2 separate regions of the Capsicum annuum genome follow, and region 2 is linked to region 1. A link is a contact called in public Hi-C data. All regions are on one chromosome and are shown on one strand. The core of a region is the stretch at or near the end of the contact, and the rest is flanking DNA. Distances in the headings are between cores, read along the strand shown.

Region 1 (6,847 bases), core at 2,371-4,870:
GGCCAATGTCTATTCCTTATAAATTCTACCTCTTCGCTTTGTCTCGGGATCAACTCAACCAATGGGAACCAGAATGTAATGCTTCCAACAACTAGCTCATATTCTTTTTCTTGGCATGTGGACTTGACTGGGTTCTTGATCTTCATTCTCTAATCCAGATCCTTCCCATCTTCCCACAGCTTAAATACCAATTCTCCTTCACCATCAGGCTTGCTCAACCTGTCGTCAAGATGCAAGCCAGAAATATCGACAGCCCGCAACAAGTTTGCAAGCATTACCAATCATGCCGTTCCTTAATTTCAAAAGAAAAAAAGATGCTGACGTTCTAGTCATACCGTAAAATTGGCCGATTAAATGATCCATTTTAAGTGAAGATGGAGTGGGGACCAACTCCTCCTCACCAGTAAGCCTGAACAAATGGATGATGTAGCAGCTGAACAGCTGTCGAACGGCAACCTGGATTCCTCTGCAAGCAAAGTTTCAAAAAACTCTGCGCATTATCTGAGAGGTTCCTGGGAATTTCAGGAATGTCTTTCCTATCTGCCATTTTGAATAGTAAAACTGCCTGTCAATCCCATGTAAGAATATCAGTCTTAACTGCTAAGAAAAAACTAGCACAATCTAACTATATCATGAGCCATAATATTATCCTTTCACTCAATGCTGATTTTTGATCAGAAATTTTTGAAAAATAGAAATTCTCAAGATTTTACCAAACAAGTGAAACCTCAAACAAAAATTTCAGAACTTAAGGAAATATGACCTACTCTTTCATGTTGGCTCCATGGAGGTTTAGCTGTTGCCATCTCAAGAACAGTACAACCTAGGCTCCAAATATCTACAGCAACATTGCAACCTCCTGTATCCTTAAATACCTGGTAGTGTTTGGAATTTCGGTTTCAGGAAACAAGAAAGAGTGAAAAAGAAGTTCGAATTTAGAATGTTAGACAAATTCTTGAGAGTGTACCTCCGGAGCCATCCAATATGGACTTCCTTTGAAGGAATCCATCAGAGAACATGCTTTTATCTGAAATTTGAAAACCAAAATATGTACATGAATTAAAATGTTTCCTATTTAGAGAATGGAAATCAAAACTTGGTGTCAGATATAGTTGATCAATAACATACATGTTTAGCCATTCCAAAGTCTGCAAGCTTGATTTCTCCCTTAGAATTTACTAGTATATTTTCTGCTTTTATATCCCTGCCAATAACAGAAGACATCAGAAAACAGGAAATAAAAAGACCCTGAAGATAAATGTTATAACTCGATGAAGTGCATAGATTTAGTGCCCCTCAATTTTGACAAGGTAAATACGAACATTAAAGCACCGCACCAATGGATTACATTGACAAAAATATTCTGATAACATGATCACGAGCTATAATGTTTACCTGTGTGCTATGTTACTGTCATGCAAGTAGACTAAACCGGAGAGAATTTTTCGTGTGTAGCTGCTGATAATTTGTTCTTCGAAAGGACCATATTCTTGAAGTAGTTTAAGAATTGATCCTCCTTGTACATATTCCAAGTAGAGTGACAACTTATCTCCTCTCTGTACACAAGGTTTAAAGTCATTTTTCCTAGTTCAAGTTTAATTTATCATTATAAGACGAAAGAAACCATAATTTGTTTTGAGAACGAACACAAAGGAGCCATACCAATTCACTTCCATAGTATTGCACAATGTTTGGATGTGAGAATTGACTGAGCAATGTGATCTCCTATTTACCAAGAAACTAACTTGTTAGTACTAATCATCATTAAGAATAACAAAGAAAATGAAAGACCATGTAAAATTGTTAGATTTGAGTAGAAAATATACTAACCTGGTTCAGCTGCTTGAGACGTTCTTTTGATGTTGTGTCATCAAAGATGATTTTCACTTCCTTTATAGCACACATTTGTCCATTATCACTGTTGCAGAAACATAGTGAACAGCTTTTAGTGAGGTCTCAAATATCCATTAATTGTATTTATCCTTATGTTTCTTTCTTTTCTGCTCTATTGTTATTTATTCTCCTTGAAAAATGGCCTACTTTCTTGAACAATGAAGGTGAAGTTGATTTTCTAACACTTGCTGAATTATGGCTTATGCCAACAGATGACACAAATAAGGGAAGATCTATAGAACAATAGTAAATCATGGGCGGTCACTGGGCTTAAAGTAACACTTTATCTTTGATAAGCCCTTGGCAAAGAGACAAAGTAGATATTTCAAGTCTCAACATTTAGGAGCGGAGCTTAGAGCAACAATAAAATTGTCTTTGTGTGACACTTGTAGATCAGGGATTCGAACTATGGAGCAATCCTTCTACCGAACCTACGTTATCGAACGCCGTGTGCAATAGGTGCCAGTACTCTCAATATCTAGCTACCTTTAACAATAGCATGAGAGGATTTAAGTTATATACACTCATGGCATAAAAATCAATGTAGTTTAACTTATCGTAGCAAGGTTGGTCATTATTTTTATCAGGTTATCAATTATTGTTTCTCACGAATTTTTACCTATAAATACCTTAAGTAACCTGATTCAGTAAATATTTTTTATACTATCAGTGTACATATATTAAACTATGAAAAGGTCCTTCAATAAAGAGCAAATATATGTAAAATAGCATGAGTGAAAGTCATGACATACCTATTAAATCCAGCATAGACATGGCCAAATGTCCCTTTTGCTAACAACTTCCCTTTCTTCCATTTGGACCCGAGAGCTTGCCCTGTTTTATTAGTTGAAGAATTCGGTGGAAGAGGAAGAGAATGGCGTGGATGATTACACTTCTCTTGTTTTCCACTAGGAGAATCCAAAATCTTTCCCCATACCACTGGATATGTTGTTGGTGAAGTGCAAGAAGAGGAGGACTTTGAACTCTCATTTGATGTTCTTGACCAATCATTGCAATTGTTTCTGTTCAATGTTTATACTAACATGTTAACAAAACCCCCCTAAAGAAAAAGAAAAGATGAACCTTTTATAGGAAAAGACAATGCACTACAGGAATTAGCAATGGACAAATCCAATGACGGACTAATAAAAATTCTATCAGGTACGGGCAATTTAACAATGGATTAGCGACGAAGAAGAAAGATTGTACAAACCTGAGTGGACTAAATAATGGACTAATCCCTTGTTCATCATCATTGAACTGAAATGAGCTAGAGGATGATCCACTACTTGATCTTGTAGAGAAATGAGGTGAATCTAATGGTGAAGGCAAAGGAAAAAGAGGGTGAAGTTTCTTGTCTTTTGTGCATGTGTAGGAATGAGAAGCATAGGATGAGGAATAGGATCCATTAGCTGCAAAACAAGTTGGAGAATTTTTGGGTATCAAGATGGATTCATCAAAGCTTTTTGACTTATTTACTCCATACTTTTTGTAAGTTCTTGGAGGAGTTTGTTCATTGGGTAGCTGGAGGGGTTGTTTTTCAAACCAAGAAGCCATTTAACTTTTCGTTGGGACGAGAGTACTGTCAAGTATGTTTCAAATCGTGACACTTTGGGATATTTTGCTCAAGTTTTGAAATGTTTGTGGGTAATATAAGAGCATGTTAAACCGTGTACAAGAGTGTTGTTTGTTTAATTGGAGGGACCCCCCACCCCCTCTCCCCACCATCTTCCAGACGAACAAGAAAATGATGGGGTTTGGTTAAGATATCGTAGATAAGTTTGCCGGTTGCATCAATAGTTGGAGACGGCTGCATCTAGGACAGCGGCGAATTTAAGATTTGAATTTTATGAGTTCTTGATTCTGGGATAGGGATAAAAAATGATGGTAACTGAATTATAGATTATTTTTATATATAGTTAGTTTATTTTTAATATATTATAAGGTTTGAGCTAAAATTACTAGATCCGATCGACCTCCGTTCATGCCATAGGATGTGCACCATATTGTCAATAAATTGGGATGAAAATTATGAAAGATCAAAGTTCTATGTCTTTAAAAACACATGCAAAACAATATTAAGTAATTTCTTTTTATATGTTTAAATCGTACTAGCTAAATTACATGATAGTTGGTGTTGGCAATGTCGAAGTCCGAAGTTTCTTCAAGGAGAACGATCGATTAAAATATAAAAAAGTAAATTTACGAAAAAATCAAGGGATACAATATATAATACTATATATACATAAAAAAAATATTTTTAGCTAATTATATATAATATAATTTTTGATGAAGGGGTGTTGGTTGAGACTCAGGTCTGCCAGGTATTGATAAAAAGTAGTAATAAGTACTCGATAAAATAATTGAGTTACGTTCAAATCGAAACACCACTGTTTCAGGAAAAGAAAAATCAATAGTTGGGGCCGGCTGCATGCAAATGTTAGTAAATAATATTTGAAGTTGACGCCAATTGTGGATAGGAAGAAAGATTGGGAATATCGAGAAGGCACACATATTTGCCCCACAAGTTTGATTAGGATCGAATGTGAGTATTTGAGTATTTGAGTAATTGATAAAGTTATTGTTTTATAATTAGAAGGTAATACATTCAGGCACATAAATAGTTCGTTAAAGAAATGTAAGATTAGATGGTGTATAATAGTAAACTCTTATAGTTCAATTTTTCCTTAAATCCCGCGCATAAATGAAAGTTTAGTGCACTGAGCAACCCTTTCAAGTTTGACTAGGAATGGAGGTGAATATTTTTCTGTCCTACTCCTAGTTTGAATGTTCACCAGCAAAACAAAGAAAAAAAAGAACATAGCTCACAGATTACTACAAAGTATTATGAACTTTGGGGATAATTAGGTGAATGGAATATGGAGGGAAGCTTCACTTGAGTCTATTATCTCATTAAATACATACCTTCCCTAGTATAAACTCTTATTATATCATATCTTAAATGTTGATTAATTATTTTTTCTTTTCTTAACGACGCGGTGACATCCTGGGCATTGAAAGGGAAAGGATTACTTCACTTGAAGGAAAAAAATAATAAATAAATAAATAATAATAATAATAATAATAATAATAATAATAATAATAATATTTGTGACGGAAGAATACATCTTAATTCACAATCAGGTTTAAATTTATGCATAGTACCTAAAATTTTCGTGATGGAATGTAATTATCCTTTCTCATAAATTACATTGTAAATATTATTATTATTGTTGATGAATTTTATTCCAAATCGATCAGAAAAATAAGGCAAGGCAAACCTTTTAAGTTTTTTATTGATATGTATATTATGTTTGCTAATGTACTTCTTGATTTTTGTAAATTTTGTTCCTTCTTTTCATTGACTAATTTTTCCTGACTATTATCTTATGCATAAATTGAAAATTATCGCCCAACTACAAAGTTGATGACAAACATGAAGATTCTTTTACTTATAAAGTTCAAGCCAGACAAAATATTACTTTTTACGTGCTAGAATTATTTAAGGAAATTTCCTAAAGATGGACCTGAAAAAAATTTAAAAAATCCTTAGCCATATCAAAATCAGACATTAGTCTAAATCAATACACCTTGACATTTGCTTAATGGATAAGAAAATGAGAGAATTACCACATTAGCTATGTCAATTCATATTTGAGAATTTATAAAAAATAAACATGAAGCTCAAAAATAGGAAATTAAAAATGGTTTTTCTTCTTTATTGATCCTCTATTATCAAAAGTACTTTCGGTACAGTGTAAACTTATTTTCATATGCATCAACACTTGTTCTACGTCCCCTTAAAGAATTGTATAATAAATACAGTAATTAGGATAAGCACAACGATCCTAGAGAGTACTCTTGCCGCCATAAAAAGAATGCAAACGAATAGTCCTATAATTATTTTAAATATTTTTCTACTTTTTTTTCTTTTTCGTACTTTCTAGAACTTTCTTCAACTGTATAAGGGAATCGAAAATGAGTATTCACCAAACTTCATGTACCTTTGATATTTGCTTGTTGTTAGCTATATAAAATTTCTAATTAATTTTAAAAAGTTAAGACAGTCAATAAGCGACAATCAATAATATAATAGTATTAAAAAGGAGCTAAATTAAGATGGAAAAAGGAACAAGTTCACTCTCTTTAAATTAAGACAGAAAAAAGTTCGTTCTCTTTATTTCTCTTATACAATCAAATCTCCTGTCTTTTTAGAAAAATTTTCGAGATTATTTTAAGAAGGATGGCATAGCATTTTGATTAATAACTATATTTTGATTTCTCAAAATCAAACAAAAAAAATATTTCTCTGTAATTTCAAATTTGTTATATTTTTAATCAGATTTATTTCAATCGGATCTTATTCTTTTTTTAAAGATGTTTAATAGTACAAATTATGTGATAAACGGATGTATCTATCTGTTGTTCAATAGTTCAAATCACGGGGAGCTGTTTGCAACACACATGGTATATATGGTTGCTGGTCATAAATTAAATAAAATTTGTCCCCACCCTCTCGCAATTTGAAGTGTTTCTCGTTATTGATTTGAAACTTACTAATGAGTTTTTGATTCTATATATTGAAATTAATTTGTTTGTGACTTTGATTGATGTTGAGCCAAACTAAGCCCATAATATATCATGATCTGTATTACTTAGGAAAATTGCACTTGCAACCACTTTCGGTACAATGCAATTAAAGAACAATTTGTTATAAAATATTTCCTCCGTTCCATTTTATTCGTCCGAGATTTTCTAATTTGATTTCTTATTTTACTTGTCATTTTTCATTTTAATTGTTTCATCTCCAAAATAAAATGTAAATATAATTTAATAAAGGTACTATGGTAAAATAGCCATGCCATTAATTATTTTTCTTAACCAATGTGTAATGTCAAATTGAGACGAGTAAAATGGGATGGAGGGAGTAATATTTATGTGGATGTTCATAACT
Region 2 (6,847 bases), core at 2,551-5,050, 170 kb after region 1:
AAAGATTTTTAAAAAATATAAATCACCAAAAAAAAAAAAAAACATCAAAATTATTAAAAAAAAAAAAAAAAATAAAAGATATATCTAAAACTACTTAAGGGTTACAAAAATTAATTAAAACCACACAATCCAATTAATATCGAAGTGAATCTTCATATAATAATAATAAAAAAATCATAATATATCCTCAAAAACACCACTTATCTATAACAAAAAAAAAAAAAACATAACTCTAAATTCCCGACCACAAGATTATAGGATATGAACAATGGACCATGCAAATAATGAATTGAGAAATTAAAAAAATTTTGAACCAAAAGTTTGAAAAAACTACTGAATCAGAGATCACCCACTTTCTCATTACTTTATTATTTATCACTTATTGTATTTTAGAAGAAGCACAAAATAATAAAAATAAAAATTTAAAATACAAAATTATGAGTCACAAATGAAAATTAGAAAATAAGGAACTTGAATAATGAGAAAGGAAGAAGAAAGTGTTTACCTTCTTGTATTTAATATCTAGCGTGATAGCGTAAAGTTACAGAGTACAGATAAAGATATTAAAAAAGAATTGTTCGGAGAACAAAAGATTTTTGTTTGAAATATTTTAATAAAAAGAGTTGGGCAAAATATTAAATACTTTAAAGTTTGACATTTTAGTTTTTCTTTTTAACTTTTGATTAAGAATTTTAATTTATAAAAATTTTAAGGCTTACGTCCAAGAATAAAGGTGTGGTCCACACTTAGACATTCGCCTCAAATTACACGATATTCGTCTTTCAAGACTTTCGCCTCCCCACAGTGGCTCGATGCATTTTTATCTTTGCCTCGCCACGAGACAAGCCCCAAATTTTGCCTCAGACCGCCTTTTAAAACACTGCTTGTGATTAAAAATTGAATTTTATAATTATGAAAGAGTACACCTACAACCTGCAATAAATATTCTTAAAAGTACTCCCTCCATCCCATTTTACTCGCCTCAAATATTCTAATTTGATTTCTCATTTTTCTTGTCATTTTTCATTAATCAAGACAAGACAATTTCTTTTTTCCTTTTTTACTCTTAGTATTAATTATTTTTTTTCAAATTAAAATGTAAACATCATTTAATAGGGATACTATAGTAAAATAATCATGTTATTAATTATTTTTTAATCAATGTGCAATGTCAAATTAGGACGAATAAAATGAAACGGATACTCATGGAACGGAGGGAGTACTTAAGATAATTTATGCATGTAGTTTTTGGTAGACAAAGGTCCAACTTCTTTTGAGAAAAGTGGGCCCTGGTTATGTTAAAATTGTGTCTTTAAATATTTATGGACAACTTAATTATTACTATATAATAAAACAAATAGATGTTCATCCTTTTGAAAAGTACGGTCAAGTAACCATCTCATTCAAACACTTATAAATCTCTCACCTATTTCTTTCTTTTTTCTGTTGGTTGCGTTAACAGTATTAATCATCAGATTAAACTTTGCGTTAGCAGTATTATCATCAGATTACAGTTTAGCTTCATCTGAAAGTGAGTTTAATATTGCTTATGGAAAAAGATAAAATCTTTCTATGAAAAGTTCAATAAGGTCAAGAAGCATGTGTTCGGTTCGGCATGTATAATTATGTTTCGGACATTGTTGCACAAGTTACCCGTCCACAAGAAATACTTTGGAGAATATATGAGCTCTTGCCTAAAAAGGTAATAGAAGTCTGGCTAGATACATCACAAGAGAATTTGATGTTTTAGAAGCGAGTTTTCTGGACTTGATAAGATTACTATGAATGTTTGTGTCACGATCCAAAAATTCAAAAGCCAATTTGGACCTGGACGCCACACACCAAAAAGAACAAGATTCTCACTGCGACCAATTATGACAATCGACAAGTGTCCATAACTCATACAACTTACTCTTTTGAAATGTTGTGTTGCTCACTCGCGTATCAACAAAACTTGCGTAAAACCCTTCCTATATAAATTTGTAAACCAGTTATGTAGTGCTTATGATATCGCATTGACAGTTCAACGCACAAAACACTCTGTATTATAGCTTAGAAGCCATATTTAAATAGTTTAAATGAAGATAACTTAAACAACTGACTATATAAAGTGATGACGAACCGACTGTCGTTATGATACTGTCATCAATGATGATAATTATAAATGACGGCTTTAACTGACTTAAAGTGATTGGTCATGGTAATGATGGGCGGTTGCAAACTGATGGAAATGGATGTAGAGACGAACCTCATTCCAATTTTGTAAAAACTCTTGAACATACATCTCTACAATATTACAACTATATAATAGATCTTAATCATTTTGATCCATTCAAACTCCTTATATAAAGCAAAATTATGAAAACAACCGCACGAACTGATTAAAATTCAACCTAAATAATTGACTTGATGTTGGAAATCCGTAAGATTAGAATCTTGTTACGCACAAACTTCAAATGAAGTCCAAGTGTCTTATTTGAGCAAATTATTTGACGTTTATGTAAATAACGCATATTATATATTTACCTTAGTATAAACACCGAGTCGACCAAACACCAAATGCATCTCCATCAAAGTACAAGCAGTACCCCATTTAGACTACCAAAACGTGAGTGAACAGCCAGCACTTTGCTTAGCCACCGTAAAGACAAAACTAAGAAATTCTGTTTCTTTTGTGGATTAGAGACGGGGTATCAATGTCTAACAGGTAAATACAACTACTGACAGAAAACACAGAAAAAAACTCGAGCACTGATACCAGATTTCCTCCATATAGGTGAAGTCCTCATCTTTAGCATCCAGCCACTCCAAAAGCCAGCAACCACAACAATCAAAACTGTCTAACTAATACAAAAACATAGGAGTCAGGAGAGGAGAAATAAAGTGATTGCATTAAGACACATTACCATAGAACAAGTGATAATTCTACCAGCTCCTGAAAGTACTACAATAAAAATTCCTCCCACACAATCCACGACTATATACACTCATGTTCCGGAGTGGTGGCAGACGTACAGCATAGGATGGGCAAGATCTCAACAGGCTGGTCGTTTACAAATGCCTCAAAAGGCTACAAGTGTTCGCCAAGTCACTCCTGGAATGTCCTATTCAAGTCTGTTAGTGCAAATAAGTAGAGGTATTAAACCAGACATAATCAAGTTAGACGAATCTTATGCAACCTCAGGTGATATAACATTTCAATCATGAAATTACTGTGCTACATGTTTTCCTTCTCTCGCAGATCACTAAAACGGAAGCAAGCCCTGCAATGCTCTCTTCAGGAACCATATCTACTCTCAGTGTGCAAGGCAAACTCATGTTATCTTGGCAGCACAAAGCAGCGGCATGAAGACCAAATATGCAATTACAACCACAAGAATGCACCCCTATATTCTGAAGGATATTGTTACTTTGTTCATACCTTCTAGGCCACAGCCAAGTCAAAACCTTTAGGGAGATGTTTTCCAGTCAAACTGAAGGTTATTGAAACCATTGACTGCTCCTAGACCACTAAGTAGCTGGTTCCCCAAATCTTGTTGCTGTTGAGTCATACCTTGCTCTCGTGACATTGGCATGCCTACTCTCCCATTCATTGACATGGAATTATTACCTAATGCAGACCGGATTCCATTGACCATTGCAACCTGGCTCAGTCCATTGCCCATGTTCCCATATCCTGGCCCCATACCTATATTAGCATTTGCTGTCCCATTCCCAACAAAGCAGCTACTTCCGTTAAGAATGGAATTATTAGCAGTTGCTATCAACCCATTTACACTTTTCATATCATTCCCCATGGTACCACCACCTACGAGGCCACCTCCACCAAGTTGAGAAGACATCATCATTTCATGTATGATCTTTTGTACAGAACTCTGAGAGTCATTAGCATCAATATCACTGGAAAGAGTGGGTTGATGCATTGAAATATTCGGGGAACTGGCAGAATTCACGTGCGATCCTGATGATAAGCCACCATGTGATGTTTGTGGTGGATTGCTTGATGAACACGGTGTAGGAGATTGAAATGTGGATGAATTTGGTTGAGACTGTGGCATTGTATTTGAAGAACTTGGTGAAGGCATTTGAACAGCATTTCCTGCATAAGGGCTGTTCACACCATTTCCTGCATACGGACTGCTCACACCATTCATTGGGGTCTGTTGCCTAGAGTTCATGGAATTTTGGTGCAGTAGCCGGGCAACAGTACTACTAGACGATGTAACAGATGACTGGTTCAAAGAGTTGTTTACACTGGGAATGCCATTGCTGGAAGCAAGTTGCATTGCACCAGCCTGGACAGAGCTCTCGTGGTTTGAGTTACTGGCTGTCTGCTGTTGTTGTTGCTGCTGCTGCTGCTGAGACTGCGGTGGCGTCTGCTGCTGCTGTGGCTGAGATTGCCCCTGCTGCTGCTGAGACTGATCCTCAGATGGTTGAGTTGCACCCTGTACCCCAGCTGATGAACCATTCCTCCGAGGAAACTTAGTCAAGCTCTCTGAAAAGGCCAAATTTCAAGCACAATTGTAAGGTTTAAAGAATTGCGTCAACCCCAACACCCATGCAGTACTCACAGGCTTAAGTTCATAAACTACAAAATGCACTATTTTACATTCAGTAAGTTAAATGCACAGGGAATAAAATCCGCATTCAAACAGTCAGTTTGGATTTTTTCACCTGTACATTAGGTAGGTTTTACCAGTTTCCACCTCAAAAGCAATTTCATCATCTTTCGTGAAAATTTGACAGATAAATAACATTCATGCCAAGTGATGAATACCACCAATCAATCCTAATATCTCTAAACCATCAAACTACAGAGAAAGATTAGCCCCTGCAACTTCACTTTTCATTTTTGAGATTAACTGGGGGTTTTAGAAAACCTTAAATTAGCAGCAGAAACAAGTAAAAACATAAACGAGCAGAACTTACCCATAGGCCCTGTCCTTGTCTCTCTGCTGTAGTCAATCAAATCTTTCATGCTATTGACCACTTCTGATATCTGCAATGGCACCAGTACACAGTAAATTATAAAATTATATCCCCTAAGACGTTTAATTAAAGGGAAGATCAAGGTAAAAGACAATAACATCAGGAAAGTAAACCATTTGAATGCACTTTCGGTCAGACTATCTAAAACTTTAAAATTGAGACACTGGGAAAAAGTCAAGGCTACGTGCTTAATACTTGTAGCTAGACCCTTGATGACCCACTGAAATAATACTGTAGAAATACCGTAATCTCTGAAAAGTGAAGGAAAACATTTCTCAAAAAGGAAGAACAGAATACGTTAGGAATCTCTATCCTAAGGCCAAAATATGTTCCAGCTACTTCATAGTTCATACATTAATCAGAGTTATCTGTAGGAATTTCTAATACTGACAAAAGAACAATGGCCAATTTCCCTAAGCTGCTAAATGCTACAAAATCTGAATTTCGACCTTCACTTCCAGCTTTGCTTTGAATTCCATAGGAAGATAGCAGATTAAAAAGAGAAAGGGCGAAGAGGATTAGGAAGTTGGATAGAACTGGTTGAGTCAAATATCGCACACAGGAAAGGCAAACCATAACCTGGTAGCGAAGTTAAATAGTCTTAACAGAAACGATTTGCAGTAATATCCCCATTGATATGATCGGAGTATCTCCAAACAAATCCAAAAAAAAAGACCAAACCCAAAATAAGACCCTTCCAACATAAGAACAAGGTGCACACCTGAAGGCATCGCACGTATCTCTTTGTATACCCTAAATCATTAACCAACGGAACTTCCAAAGCTTTTGCCAACTGACGAGCTGAGGCAACGAACCTGAACCAAAATTAGATGTCAAACCTCAGAGGTGCTATTACTTAGAATTGAAATCTAAGTACAGTACATGATCATTAGTTTTCAAAAAATAAAGTACATGATTATTAACAAATACACAAGCATAAAATCATTTTCTACAATAAAAGAATCCATACATATGATTTCAACCCTTATATATAGATTGTTTCTGATTAAGATTGAAGGTATTAAAAGGGTACAAGGTAGAACTAAAATACTATGGAGAGAAGTAGCTCCCAAAAGTTTGCAATTTCCCGATCCAATGCAGCCTCAACTAGGAGAGAACATAATAGACACAAATTATCCAAATAGCTGACAACGACGCATTAGGACTAAGGTTTAGTACTGTTGTTACACTTATATTAAATCTGACCTTTGCCAATAGTCATTATAGTCAAGTTGGAGTGTGGTAATGCAATGCAAGAAATATTGTGAATAAATAAACTCAAGTTTTAGAATAATCCTAACTTGCGTTGAACATATTATTAATGAGCAAAGTAGCATCGGATGATTAATACAGTTGAATGGTTACAGAGGATTTGGATTAACAAGGCAGAGCCAATCTTCTTTCGGATTGCGGTAGTTGTTGATAGATTGATTATGCATTGCCTGTTCGTAATAACAGTCATCACATAAAAGGGGTATGCACGTAATATCTTCCCCTCATCTTTCCCCTTTACCCAACATAGTTGTAGCTCTTCAATTTATGTAGGTTCACTCCTGAACAACTAGATGTGTTTCATACCCCCTCCCCACCAAACACACAGCATATATATATCCACTAGTATTTCACCTTTTATCCTCATATTATTCTATTGGAAGCTCCATCACATCACAGAACCTGAACGGCTCCCCATTCCCAAATCCGCCTTTCCAAGTCCACAAATATGTCAGAAGATCGTTGACAGAAGTTTGATGAGCTTCTTCATTTTTTTATAGAATACAGACTTAACCTCTTCTTTTTTATATTTTGGATAAGGTCAAACTTGACCTCATTTTATGATTGGCAACCAAGAAATATCTCA

Evidence for each region. A called contact is a pair of places that touch in the nucleus more often than the background predicts.
Region 2: a contact with region 1 is called in a Hi-C map of leaf, with 2.3 times the contacts expected there. The contact joins the enhancer-like site here to the promoter of LOC107867737 in region 1. A contact is called at or near these places in 4 of 5 Hi-C or Micro-C datasets (bud, leaf and placenta).

What each region holds. Positions count from the first base shown.
Region 1 is chr4:171,658,504-171,665,350 of UCD10Xv1.1, forward strand. It overlaps LOC107867737 (mitogen-activated protein kinase kinase kinase 3-like), which reads right to left and starts at 3,621. Exons shown (of 10, transcript XR_007054476.1): 1 at 3,107-3,621; 2 at 2,646-2,915; 3 at 1,831-1,918; 4 at 1,663-1,725; 5 at 1,396-1,556; 6 at 1,129-1,204; 7 at 968-1,027; 8 at 768-875; 9 at 336-565; 10 at 1-219.
Region 2 is chr4:171,830,006-171,836,852 of UCD10Xv1.1, forward strand. It overlaps LOC107867736 (transcriptional corepressor SEUSS), which reads right to left. Exons shown (of 10, transcript XM_016714112.2): 8 at 5,711-5,804; 9 at 4,930-4,999; 10 at 2,655-4,495. The coding sequence ends at 3,450. Among protein-coding and RNA genes, the nearest start is that of LOC107867736, 10 kb to the right of the region's middle. Within about 2 kb of position 3,801, at least 1 of the 5 cell types and tissues checked has an H3K27ac peak or open chromatin away from gene starts, as enhancers often do. A contact at or near this core is called in leaf, where this site is marked.